2 separate regions of the Sus scrofa genome follow, and region 2 is linked to region 1. Evidence: chromatin contacts called from public HiChIP or PLAC-seq data. All regions are on one chromosome and are shown on one strand. Each heading gives the region's core, a stretch centred on a gene start, on an enhancer-like site or on the middle of the called end of the contact. The rest is flanking DNA. Distances are from core to core; before and after follow the strand shown.

Region 1 (6,365 bases), core at 3,609-6,108:
CCCTGCCATCGCTCCCAGGTCAGGCCCCAGCAGGCCCCTCCCCCGCCCCCCATCCCTGGGGGCCTGGCCAAGCTCTGGTTCCCAGGGGGGGCGGGGCGGGGTGAGGGCTCTGCAGCTTCTCCAGGAGGTGCCCACAGACGGCCTTATATGGCCAGGAGGCCTCGCTGCCCAGGAGGAATCTGATCCCGCAGGAAGGCCAGGGACCCAGCGCTGTGCCTGGGGCAGGGCCGGAGCCTCTGGAAGCCAGAGGAGCCCGAGCCCCTCGCCAACTCTGGGACAGCTGGTTGGGGGCCTGGTGGTGAACCCTGGGTATCAGCCACCCTGGCAAGAGCAGCCAGACTGGGGGTCAGGCTGCCCCTTCCAACCCCACGCAGACCACACCAGGTATGCCCACTCCCGGCCTGCCATGGCCTGGGTCCAGCAGCCCCTGCTCTGGCCTTGACCAGCCAGGTCACGGGCCCTCAGCAGGTTGCCTCCCCCAACCCCCAGGGGCTGGCCCAGCCTGGCATCGGCCCTTCCCTCGGAGCCACGCCTGGGCACCGGCTGGGCCTCACCCTCGCAGCCTCCATCTCTCCCTCCATCACCTGGCCTCTGTGTGCCCACTCTCCCTCTCCGGGCTTCTCACTCTCTCACTCCCCCAGCCCCGCCCCGCCCCGTCTCTGTGTCTCCTGTTGTCTCTGTCTCTCCCCACACACCTGCTGCCCTAGTTTGCCTGGGACGCGCGCGCTCTCCCCACCTCTGCCCCCCTTGCCCCTCCAGGCCTTTGCACAAGCCACACCTTTGACCAGGAAGGTCCCCCACCCTCCAGACCCGGCCCACCCTACAGACCAGCTCCACGGCCCCCGAGGCCCCCAGTCTGCTGGGCATTCTCCCCTCATTCGACAGCTATGTAACATTCGCATTTATTTCACTTCATCTTATAACCTGATTATTTATTTTGCGTCCTGAGCCCTGCTGAGCAGGTGCTGGGCCATTGTGGCTGGAGGCCGGGACCCCTGTGCCCGTGGCCTTTGCAGTGGCCTGGAGCCCCAGGTGGGGGCAGGCAGGCCCATGGGAGGGGGCCGAGCACCCAGACCCTCGTGGTATTGCTCCCTCGTGGGTCTGAGGGCCACAGCACAGAGTAAATAATACCTGCAGTGAGGGTGTGGGAGTCGGGGCCCTTTGCTGCCGGTGGGGACACAGCCAGTGTCCCATGGGTCCCACACTCTCACTCCCAAATCCCACCCGTGAACGTTCGTGGCAGCCCTTTCCCTGCCAGCCTGGAAAAGCCCAGGTGCCCATCAGCAGCTGAGCGGGCGAGCAGGTATGAGGTGGTCCAGGCACGCGGCCAAGTGTTTGCTGAAGAAAAGGCTCAACACCCACACGGCCGCTGCACGCGAGCTGGGAGGCGGGCTCCTGGGAGAGGCTGCCTGGTCTGGAGCTGGGGGTGCACCTGGGTCACCGGCCTCTCCCGGGGTGGAGGGGGCAGCTCAGCTGGGCTGGTTCGGGCACCGCTTACCTGGGAGTGGGTGCCTGTCAGGTGGAGGGGGCGGAGGCAGAGTCACCTCTGGGTGCCAAGGACCCCCCAGCCACACACACACACATGTAAACACACACACACATACACACATGCACACCTACACAATTACACACACACCTATGCACACAAACACACCTTCACACACACACTATACACATGCATACATATGTACACACATTCACACACACACACACACACGCATGCACATACACATATCCACACGTGCATGCACACGTGTAGGGCGGGCCTGTGTTTAGGGCCGTGGTGAGGACACGCAACCCTCGACAGGGAACTGACCCAGCCTGGAACGCGGACCCCCGTGGGCCTCCCACCCCGTCCTCGCTGAGCGCCCACGGGGCCCCCAGTCACACGCAGGCTCGTGCCTCGGAGGCCTGATGGGGAACGTCACCCTAGGACCAGGCCTCCCCCGTCCCCTCGACAGGTGACCTGACAGGGGCTCCCCCAGGGCCCCCCGGGCTTCCAATGCCAATGACACCTCTCGTCGCCCCAGTGTCATAAAAGGAGGGCTTGCGAGTTCAGAAGACAGGCAGGGGCATGGAGGTGGCGCCCGGCTGGGCCGCTGCCCCCCGCCCCCGCGCCCCTCCCCAGTCCCTCTGCCACAGAGGTGGGGGTGGGGGTGGGGGTGGGCTCAGCTCCAGGCCTCCGTTTGCCTCAAGTTTCAACATTTACAAAACTTTTGTCCCGAGGCTGCTCTGGGGAAAGATTTCCTAGAGGAATGTAAACACAAGATGGGGAGGCTCCTGCCAGACCCCGGGCTGGGGGCTCGCGGGAGCCTGGCCTCCCTCTCCCAGGGGACCTGGGGGTCTGAGCCCGGCCCTCCCAGGAGCAGTGGTGAGGGTGGAGGCGGGCAGCGGAGCCCCTCCCTGGGGGCCGGGTCTTTGTGGCCCCCGTGCTCCCGGTCCCCTGGGGACTTGCCGTGTGGCCTCAGGTCAGAAGTGCTACCTCCCTGGCCCGGGAGCAATGGGGCTGACCGTGCCTCCTGCCTCGACTTTGGCCCCAACGCCCCAGCGCCCAGTGGTCTTAGGGAGTGGCTGTTTCCGGGGCCCCGGCTCCTGCTTGGACGCTCACAGAAGCCCACCTGTCAGAGGGGAGATGGAGGGTCAGAGCGGCCCTGTGGCCTCCGCCTGTCCCCAGCACTGCGACTCCGAGGCACGGCGATGGGCCGCTGCTCAGGGCTCGGGGCTCTGACCTGATCTCCCAGGTGCTCACTCCCCGCCACGAAGGCTTGTCCTGGCTGGACAAGTGCCCACCGCCTGGCTATTGAGGGCTGACCCTGGGTGCCCTCGGCAAGGCCCTGTGGCACCAGCCCCGGAGCCGAGCAGGACAGGGCCCACCAGGAGGTTGTCTGGGTCGGCGGGAGGCTGGCTCAGGCTGCCCTCAGGGCCTCCCGGAACCGCCACCAGGAATTCCCGGAGACCCCAGCCCCGCCCACCCAGGGGAGGAACACGCCGAAGCCAGGAGCCGGGAGGAGGGTGTGAGGGGGCCTCCGCCTTCTGGAACCCTCCAGGCCTGGCAGCGGATCCTGCTGCCCTCCCTGCCCCCACACAGAGAGGGCGCCTGGTCTGTCTCTCAGGCTGCAGGGGCACTGCGGTGACCAGTGTGAAAGGGCTGGTCCCTGCAGGCCACATCCCCTCCCCGGAGAGGCCTTCCCTGACCCCCCCCAGCCTCTTCAGGGAACACTGCCCTTTGAAGTCTCCCTGCAGGGCCGTCCTGGGCGCTGCGGGACAGGGCGGCATCCCAGCCTCCATCCACTAGTGGCCAGTGGTGCCTGTCCACCCCTGCTGCGACAGCCAGCACTGCCTGTCGTGTGTCGTGGGGGGGTCTGGGAGAAGACTCCCGCCCCGGGCCTTCCCGAGACGACCTGCTTTGTCTTCTTCCCCAGCCACGAGCTCCCCTGGGGACAGGGCCCCAGGACAGCCACCGCGTGGGGTCACAGCAGGCGGGGGCGATGGCACATCCTGGGGTTTCAGGGTCCCAGCACAGCTGCAGAGCTGGGCAGGGAGGGGGAAGCTGCCCAGGGCTCCGAGGAGCCGGCCGGCCGGGCTGAGCAGGACAAGCCCGGGCCAGACCAGCTCACCTGGGGCAGGAATGTGGATCCCGGCACCTTCCTCCCCCGCTTTCCAGGCCACACAAACCTCCGCCTGCGGGCACGTTCCTGCAGCTGCCAACGCCCCTGCTGGCTGGTGCTCAGGGGCCGGGCAAGCCTGAGAGCGGCCTGTGCTGCCCGTGGGCCTGGGGACCTTCCTCTCTGATCCACCCCTGGCCCCCAGCTGGGCGTCCCCACGGCACAGACAGAAGAGAGGGGTGGGACCTCCCAACCCGCCCGGCTTCTGACTGCATCGCTGCCTGAACTCCCGTCCTGGCCTTTCTAGGGCTCCGCCTGGGGCTTTGGGGGCGACCTCTCCTCCAGCACACTGCACCTCAGCCCTGCCTGCCGCAGACCCTGGCTCCCTGGCTCTGGGGGAGCCACTTCCTCCCCCGGGGCCTCGGTTTCCTGCTCTGTGAAGTGGACTCACAACTGCCCTTCCTCACGGGGTTGCCCTGGGGCCACCGTGGGGGCCCGACCAAGGCTCGGTTCACAGGCAAGAGGAGCGAGGCTGCGAAGGACACGGGGTGGGAACGCGTGGCTCCCTGACCTTGGCCGCGGGCAGCTGCCCCTGGATGCGCGGTCCTGCGCGGGGCGGCTGGGCTAACCCCCACGTGTCCCGAGGTAGGAAGGGCTGGTCCGAGTTTACCTCCCAGACAGACAGACCGACCACTGGACCGTTCCCCTGGAGACACCGGTGACAAAGGGGCAGGCGGGTGACTGGTCGTCCCCTCCAGGTGCACAGGCCCAGGGTGCCCTGTCCGGTTGAACCCTCGCCTCCACCCGCGGAAGGAGGGAGAACAGCTTCACCCCTCTTTGGGTTTTGGCCCTCGAGGCATTTGGCCATTCCTTGGCCAGGGATCAAACCTGCGTCACAGCAGTGATGCTGGATCCCTAGCCCTCTGTGCCACAAGGGAACTCCCAGCTTCAGCCTTCTGATGGGGAACCTGAGACTCAGAAAGAGAGAAGGATAGGGCTGGGGTCCGAGGTCAGCTTGGACACCAACCGTGGCGTCTGCCCCTGGCGGGCCCAGTCCCGGGGGAAAGGTGGGCCTGGCAGCCTCCTTCCTTTGAACCTGAAACTCCACCCAGTTTGACTGGGACATCCTGGCCACTGGCCAGCCTGGTGAGCCCACTGGGTGGCCACGGGGATGAGCCAGCTGCGCGCCTGGGACGCTGTGTGCCTGGGACGGAAGGGCCTCCTTTCCTGTCCCTTGGCTCTGTCCTCACAGCCAGGCCCCGAGGGAGGGGTGGGGCCAGAAGACGGGCCGTGCCTGGCTATGTGACCTCATCGTCCTCTCCCGGGCGTCAGCTGGCATCCAGGGGCCCGGCTCGGCCCCCAGCCCCGCCTCCAGAGTGCCTTCACCTGCATCTGGGCATGGGGCCTGCGAGAGCCTCCCGGGGGGCAGGTGGGGAGGGGCACGGGCCCACCCAGTCCCCGGCCCTGACCCTGACCCAAGGCGGCGTGGTCAGCACTACACCCCGGCTGCCTGGGTGAACATGCGATGCTTAGGGTTTGTGTTCCTTGCCACGTGTAGGTTAGATCACAAGAAAAAATTGAATGCAGAAAAATAACCAGACAAAGTGAAACAAAGTAAGACGGAACAGAGCTGCCTCCGGCTGCCACGCTCGGGCTGCCTCCGGCTGCCCGCCGGTGGGGACCCACATGTGCCGCACCTGCTGTGACCTCCCTGGAGCCTCGCTGAGACTGGAGGGCTGGTGACTGCCCGTGTCCCCCTGAGACTGGAGGACCGTCTGGAATCCCGAGGGAGGTGGTGGCACCAGGCCGTGCCGGTGGCTCACTGAGGCCTGCGTGCTCCATGCCCCTGGGGCCCCTCCGAGGCTGGGCCTTCTCCCAAGAGCAGAGGGCAGCCAGGAGGGTCCCGTGGCCAGAGCTCCGGGCCAGCTCTGCACGGGGACAAGCCTGTCCCTTGGCCCTGACCTGCAGCTCACCCTGGGCCTGCACTCAGGCCAGGAAGGAGGGTTTCCTGGTTTCAGGGCTGGTCCCGTCCACACACAATGGGGTTGGGGCTGACCTGGCCTGGCTCAGCCAGAAACGGCTGCTGGGGGTGGGGGGAGGTTCCCGGGTGGCTGTTGTCACCACACATCCAGGGGCCCCAGGCACCTGCCTGCAAGGTGGGCCTGCAGCCTCCACCCGCACCTGGGCCCCCGGCCTCCAGCCCCCGCCTGGGCAGCCTGAACAAGGACCAGGGAGAGACTGGTCCTCAGCTTCCAGAGTCTTCTGCAGCTGTGTGACCTGTGTCACGACCTCATACTGAGCACATGTGGTGGTGACAGTGATGGGATGACGGTGGTGGCGGTGAGTGCTGGCACGCCGAGGGCCTCCCAAATTCCACGTGGGTTCTGAGCCCCGTGCGCTATTACCACCTCCCCGCTTTACCAGCCGGGAGGGGGCAGTGACGCAGCGTGTCACACGGCTAAGAGGCACAGGGCGTGCAAACCCAGCCTGCAGCCCTGGCGCGATGCTGGGAGTCACGCGGTCCAGGCCCCGGGGGCAGGAACAGCCGTGTCCCGTGAACACAGGGGCCCTCGCGGGTCCTCATGGGACCACCCTGCGGAACCGCGGCTGCCCCGGGCCCTGGCGGCTGGCCAGGATCAGCAAGGGTGCCTCGGAGTGCCAGGCTCGCTCAGCCCCCCAGCTTCGGCCCTGTCCCCACCTGGAGACCCCACAGGAAGCTCGGGCAACAATGCACCCCTTGGGTGCATGTGGGCCGGGCCT
Region 2 (5,688 bases), core at 1,852-4,351, 140 kb after region 1:
GCAGGCCTGGGTGGCAGGCTGCCTGGGCGTCAGTGGACGGCTTGTCCTCTGCCGGTATTGTTCTGTCACTTTGCCTGTGTCAGCAGGTGGAAGCCTCATCAGACATTAAATATTCAACGTGCTGACTGCGGCAGAGGGAAGGCAGCCTGTGGCAGGCATGGGGTCCGCTGGGGGGCGTGCAGGGGCTGGGGTGCGGGGCCTCAGCAGGGGGACAGGGCCGTGTGGTTCTGGGCTGTCACTTGTTGCCACCCGCGAAAGGGACGTTTGCTGGCAGAGAATGCTCAGAGGCAAAGCAGTCTGTGGCCCAAAGGACGGGCCAGTGCGAGGGAGGGAGGGAGGGAGGGGACGTGTGCGGCCACGTGGGAGGGGCGCTTGGAGGCACAGGCACTCAGTCTTTGCTCTCAGGCTGTGGCAGGGGCAGAGGCAGGAGAGCGGTGGCTCAGCCTCCTGTGGGGTCCCTGCTCCCTCCTCTGAAATACCCCGGCCCAGCATCTGGAGGACACCTCAGGTGCCCGTGGTGCTTAAGAAGCCAATGGGGGAGTTCCCCCTGTGGCTCAGTGGGTTAAGAACCTGACTAGTAACCATGAAGATGTGGGTTCGATCCCGGGCCTCTCTCAGTGGGCTAAGGATCCAGCGTTGCCTCAAGCTTTGGTGTAGGTTTGCAGATGAGGCTTGGATCTGGCGTGGCTGTGGCTGTGGTGCAGGCCGGCGGCTACAGCTCCAATTTGACCCCTAGCCCGGGAACCTCCATATGCTGCAGATGCAGCCGTTAAAAAAAACGAAGAAAAAAAAAAGAAACCAAAGGGCCAGAGCTGGGTGGCCCAAGCCCTTCCTAGGGTCTGTGTGGCCCCCAGCCTCCCACACCCCCACCCCAAGCCCCGCACAGCTCTCCTGCCTTCAGCGACTTCAGCTGAAAGCACTTTGTTCTGTAAAGGACGTCAGGCCAGCGTGGTGCAGACAAGGTCCCATCCCTCCTGCCCTGCCACCAGCCAGTCCCAGTCAGGATGCTGCTGGGCTGATGGCCAGTGGGTCCCTCGGCTGGACCGTGACCGCCCAGGTGACGGGGGCCGATGCTGTCTCTGGTCTTTGAAGTCCGGCTCCGCAGTGCGGGGCCGTCTCCCGCCAGCAAAGGGCAGAAGGCTCTGGGACCGCCGACGGGGCTGGGCTGCTGTGGCAGGGTGCTGTCCCCCCAGTTTCTGGCTCCGGAGTACAGGCATCTGCAGCCAGGGAGGCAGCTCCCTGACCCGGACACGGCCTCCATGGCCCTCAGGGCTGTTTTTCCAGAGTGGGTGTCTTCTCTGCCTCTCCTGCCATCCCTGGCATTGCTGCCCGGCCCGCGGCAGATGCCCCGGCCCCTCCTGCACCCTGACCTTTGGCAGAAATTTGGCCCTTGGGTGGGGGTTGGGACAGGGGGGTGGGCAGGCCTCCTCCTCCAAATACTAGAAAGGCCTGGGGGCAGCCAGGTTCCCTGACTCCAAGTGGCCCACGGACCAGGAGACGTGGGCAGTTCCCAGCTCTCACGCAGCCCCCAGCTCCTGGGGGCCAGGAGGGCTTGGGGATCTGGGGTCCCTCCCGGTTTTCGAGTCTCCCCACCTCTGGTCCCTCCGGCAGCCACAACAGGGAAGCAAGACTGTCCTTGGGCACCACTTTCCTCCGGCCACTGGGCCCAGAGGGGTCAGTGCCCAGCATGGCCGGGAAGGTCGTTTCTGCCCTGATGATTCCAGCTCCGGCCACAGGGAGGAAAGCAGCCGGGCGCGGCCGGCCGCAGACACAGCTCCCTTCCCCTCGCTCCGTCCGCTGCGCATTAAGCCTTGATTGCAGGATGTGGTGTTTAGGCAAAAGCACTGGTGCTTTGGAATTAGGTTTGACTGAGCAGAAGAACTAGAGAGTTTGCAGGGAGAGCGCGGCGGCCTCTTAGCTTGAGTGACCTCAGCCAAGTTAAAAAGGGGACCACTTGGAAGCTGCCCGTGGAAGCCAGAGCCCCTTCTCCGGCGTGTGCCCCCGCCCAGGGGTCTTGCTGTCTTCCAGCGACGCCGGCCAGGTTGGGACTTTCTGTTCTCAAAGCTCCAACTCTTGGTTTTCCAGGGCAGGAGCTGAGGAGGGAACCCCCCCCCAAAAAAAAGGATGGTGTTTTTCTCAGTGGGATCTTTGGGCCTTTCAGTGGGGGGGGGGGTGCAGCCTGGACGGGCGTCTGTGCTCTGCCCAGAGGGGCTTTTTGCTGGACACTACAGCACCCCAGACACGCTGCCACGGGGGCGCTGGGCCCCCAGCAGAGGGAAAGGAGCCTGGGGGTGCCAGGCGGGGTGAAAGTGGGACAGCCTCTCGCTCAGGGGCTTGCTCGCCAGCCTGGGGACCTGGGTTCGGGGAGGTTCCTGGGTTCAGGGAGGCTCCTGGGTTTCCTGGAAACAGCCCAGGAATTCGTCAGGCCCCGGTTCCCCCGGGTGGAAGCAGGTGGGTCCGAGAATTGTGGAGCTGATCAAGCCAGGGCCAGATTAGTTAGCATTTTCTATCTATGGCTCACAAACTCCAGCCATGCTCCAAATGAAACCTCCACACTGGAGGAGATCAGCTGGGAGTCGGGTGAGAGTCCGGAGGGGGGGCAGCCCCGTCGTGCTGCGTGGACGTGCTGGTGTGTGTTATGTGCAGTGGGCAAGGCGTCTCTCTCTGTCCTGGCACCAGGGGTCCACAGACATCGCGACCCGGCTTCCAAAGAGGGGCCCTGTGGTGCTGGGGTGATGGTTTGTCAGGTTCAGGAGGCTTTCAAAACGGGGCGGGGGGTGTGCTCTGGTGAGAGCGGCTGCGTGGGGCGGAGGCGTTAGCAAGCTCTTTTAAAACTGTCCGCCCCACGTGAAAAATGCACCGAAGAACGAACTGCCGGTGAGATGATTAGACTGACCTGCAGGACGGATGCTCTAGCTGCTGCAGCCCCAGTCAATCAAAGGGAACACTGCTTGAATTGCAAATTTCCCCCCAAAATGCCCTAAATGAAAAATGAGGGAACGGGAGGAATTTTAGGGCCAGAGCCAGGCGGGAGGAGGGGGCCTGAAGCATTGGCCAGGCGCGAGGTGGGGGGAGTGGGCGGTGCCAGTGAGCCAGTGGGCGGGGCCAGAGGCGGGGCCAGCCCGTTGCAGGAATGCAGCCACCTTCGGTAAAGGGTAACCACAGTCCCGCACTTTGTGCTGACTCAGCCTCGCTGGGCTGCCTGCACGTCCGATTGCAGGGGGCCTCCAGCCTCGCTGCAGCTCTGCTCCCTGCCTTTGACGTGCTCCGCTCCCTGGGGTGGCCGGGCCTGGAGCCCCGGAGGCTTTCTTAGGGACTCCAGCCTTGGCTGCTGTCCTGCCCTCTGCCCACCAGCAGAGGCTTGCGCTGGTTGCTCCAGCCTGGATCCCGCTCTGTGCCTCTCAGCTGGCCCTGCAAAAGGCCCAGGACCCGGCCAGGCAAAGCGTGGGCTGCCCTGGGTCGTGTTCCTGGCTGCCCAGTGGGGCCTGCCTTTAGCGCTCAGCCAGCACTGACCCTGGGAAGGCCCTGGGGCGCCAGCAGGGAGAGGCTGGGGGCGGAGCAGTGCGGGCTGCTGCAGTGCAGAGACGCAGCTGCAGCGGCATGCAGGGCGCGCCTCTCAAGGGCAGGGACAAGAGGGCCACCCCGACAGCCCCGCGGCTGCCCCTTGGGGGGAGTGACTGGGGGCGGCCGACCTTGCAAAGGTGTCAGCTCCCTGGACCAGCCACCGGGGTCTCCAGGGGCCCCTCAGTTTCAGGCCCTGCTGCTTCCCGGGCTAAGGAGGTGGTCTGACTGGTTGCATGTGATAGTGAGGGCAGGGATGCTGGGCAGAGAGGCGCCTTCCAGGCGCCAGCGTCCAGCCCGGGTGGAGAACAAAGGCCACCTGCTACACAGGTGCTGGGCAGGAAGGCTTTTCTCCATCCGGGGCGCCGCCCAAAGGACCAGCTGGTTGAGTCTGGGGTCCCCTAGGGGTCAAACCAATAGCTCGGGGAGGGAGCCAGTGAGGACAGCTGGGGCCAGAGGCGGGTGTGTGTGTGTGCGCGCACGCGCGTGCGCCAGTGTGTGAAGAACAGTGTGAGACGGATCGGACAGTCGCCCAGAGTATTTTTAACAGCAGGGAGGGGACGGGGCAGCTGTCCCCAGAACCTGTCACGGGTGCCCAGGGGGGACTCAGGAGGTTGAAGGACACCCAGGACAGACACGCCGTCCTGGGCGCCGTCCCCCTGGCAGGCCTGCGCACCGTTGGTCATGCCCACATATGGCGACTGGACTGCGTGTCCCTCCAGCCGCCCGGCCGCTGCGGCCGGTATAAATAGCCACATTCTCAGCTGTCCTGTTGGAGAGGCTGAACTCCGGTGACTCTGGGCGTGGGAGGCCCAGGGCAGCCCCTCGCGCCCGCCCACCCCAAGTGCCCGAGGTCACAGCTGTAGTGACGATGACAGGACAGGCGGTGAGGCTCTGCGCACTGCCCCTGCCGTGTTCTGTTGCCCCCTTTGTGGGCATCAAATCCACCAGGGCCTGGTGGGGCCTTTGCCCACCAAAGGGCTCAGCAGGGCCAGGACCCCAGTCTGGGCTGGGGCTTTGTGGGGGTGCGGGCAGGGCCATCTGCCTGGTCCCAGGTGCACGAGCTCAGTCCTCCAGGTGGAGGCTGGTGCTGGGGTCTCCTGAGTCCCTGCTCCTGTGGTCCCTCCTCATCTGTCCCTGGCCATTCCCGCCTGTGCTGGACGTGGCGACATGCCCCGGAGGCCTCACGGCCCGTCAGTCCCCTTCCCAGGGGATTTTGCTTTCCCACCATCCTTAGCCCAGGAAGTGAATCTCTAACAGTGGAATTTCAAACCAACCCACCTCAAGGCCAGTGGAGCAGATGGCCTTGAGTGAGGGAAAATAGGGCCTGCTGAGTCCCCCTCGAGCATAGATGCAAGTCCTGTGGCCTGGACTGCTCTTCCCATCCTGGAGGCCTCCCCGAGCTGGGAGGTGCAGAGAACGTGGGCAGGGTTTGGGGGCAGATACGTGCGGGCTCTTTGCACGTGGGGTTCGGGCCTTCCGCGGCATCCCCGGCTGGCGGGTGGCCGCTCCGGACCTCCCACTAGTTTATCGGGGACAGTGGCATGGCAATCCCTGGGCCCTGAACCCTCGGTGCCAGATCCATCTCTGCAGAGGTGCGATGTAGTGGGGCTCCCAGGAGGGGACAAGTGGCTTTCCTCTCCTGTCTGGATACATCGCGTTAATTCGCTCCGAAGCTGCCCCCCATCCCCCGCCCCCGACCTCAGGGCTCGCCCAGCTGGTCCTCAGCCACGAAGCTCTTTCTTCAAATTATACTGGCTTTACCCCCCGCTCCATCTTTGAGATGATAAGACACAAAAATCTATCTTGCCATTTTTGCAAAGAACAGCAAAACAATCACGTGTCCCCTGGCCCCCGCCTCCCCATTGCCCTGTCCCCTGCTCTTTGGGTCTATTTGAGGCGAAATTTATCTCTGGAAGGGGCCCATCAATTTGCTCTGCTCTTTTGTTGACAAGTTTATTAAAAACCCGGGCAACTCTGTATTAAACTTTTATCAGTGTTGAGAAATAATACATTTTTTTGAATAGACAGAAAAGTTATGGAGCTGGGCTGAGTGCGTTTCGTTCGGCGTCTGGCTGGGTCAGCGCTGGCGATAGTGAGAAACAGGGCTGTTTTTTTGGGGGGTGG

Evidence for each region. HiChIP or PLAC-seq counts read pairs in DNA pulled down with a chosen protein or histone mark.
Region 2: an H3K27ac HiChIP or PLAC-seq map of skeletal muscle shows a contact between it and region 1. The contact joins two enhancer-like sites. A contact is called at or near these places in 1 of 47 Hi-C or Micro-C datasets (heart right ventricle) and 1 of 2 datasets of contacts at active chromatin or transcription factors (skeletal muscle).

The regions. Positions count from the first base shown.
Region 1 is chr17:61,753,178-61,759,542 of Sscrofa11.1, forward strand. No RefSeq gene overlaps it. Among named protein-coding and RNA genes, the nearest start is that of RPS21, 7.2 kb to the right of the region's middle. Within about 2 kb of position 4,859, at least 34 of the 83 cell types and tissues checked have an H3K27ac peak or open chromatin away from gene starts, as enhancers often do. A contact at or near this core is called in skeletal muscle, where this site is marked.
Region 2 is chr17:61,894,205-61,899,892 of Sscrofa11.1, forward strand. No RefSeq gene overlaps it. Among named protein-coding and RNA genes, the nearest start is that of MIR1, 3.0 kb to the left of the region's middle. Within about 2 kb of position 3,102, at least 10 of the 83 cell types and tissues checked have an H3K27ac peak or open chromatin away from gene starts, as enhancers often do. A contact at or near this core is called in skeletal muscle, where this site is marked.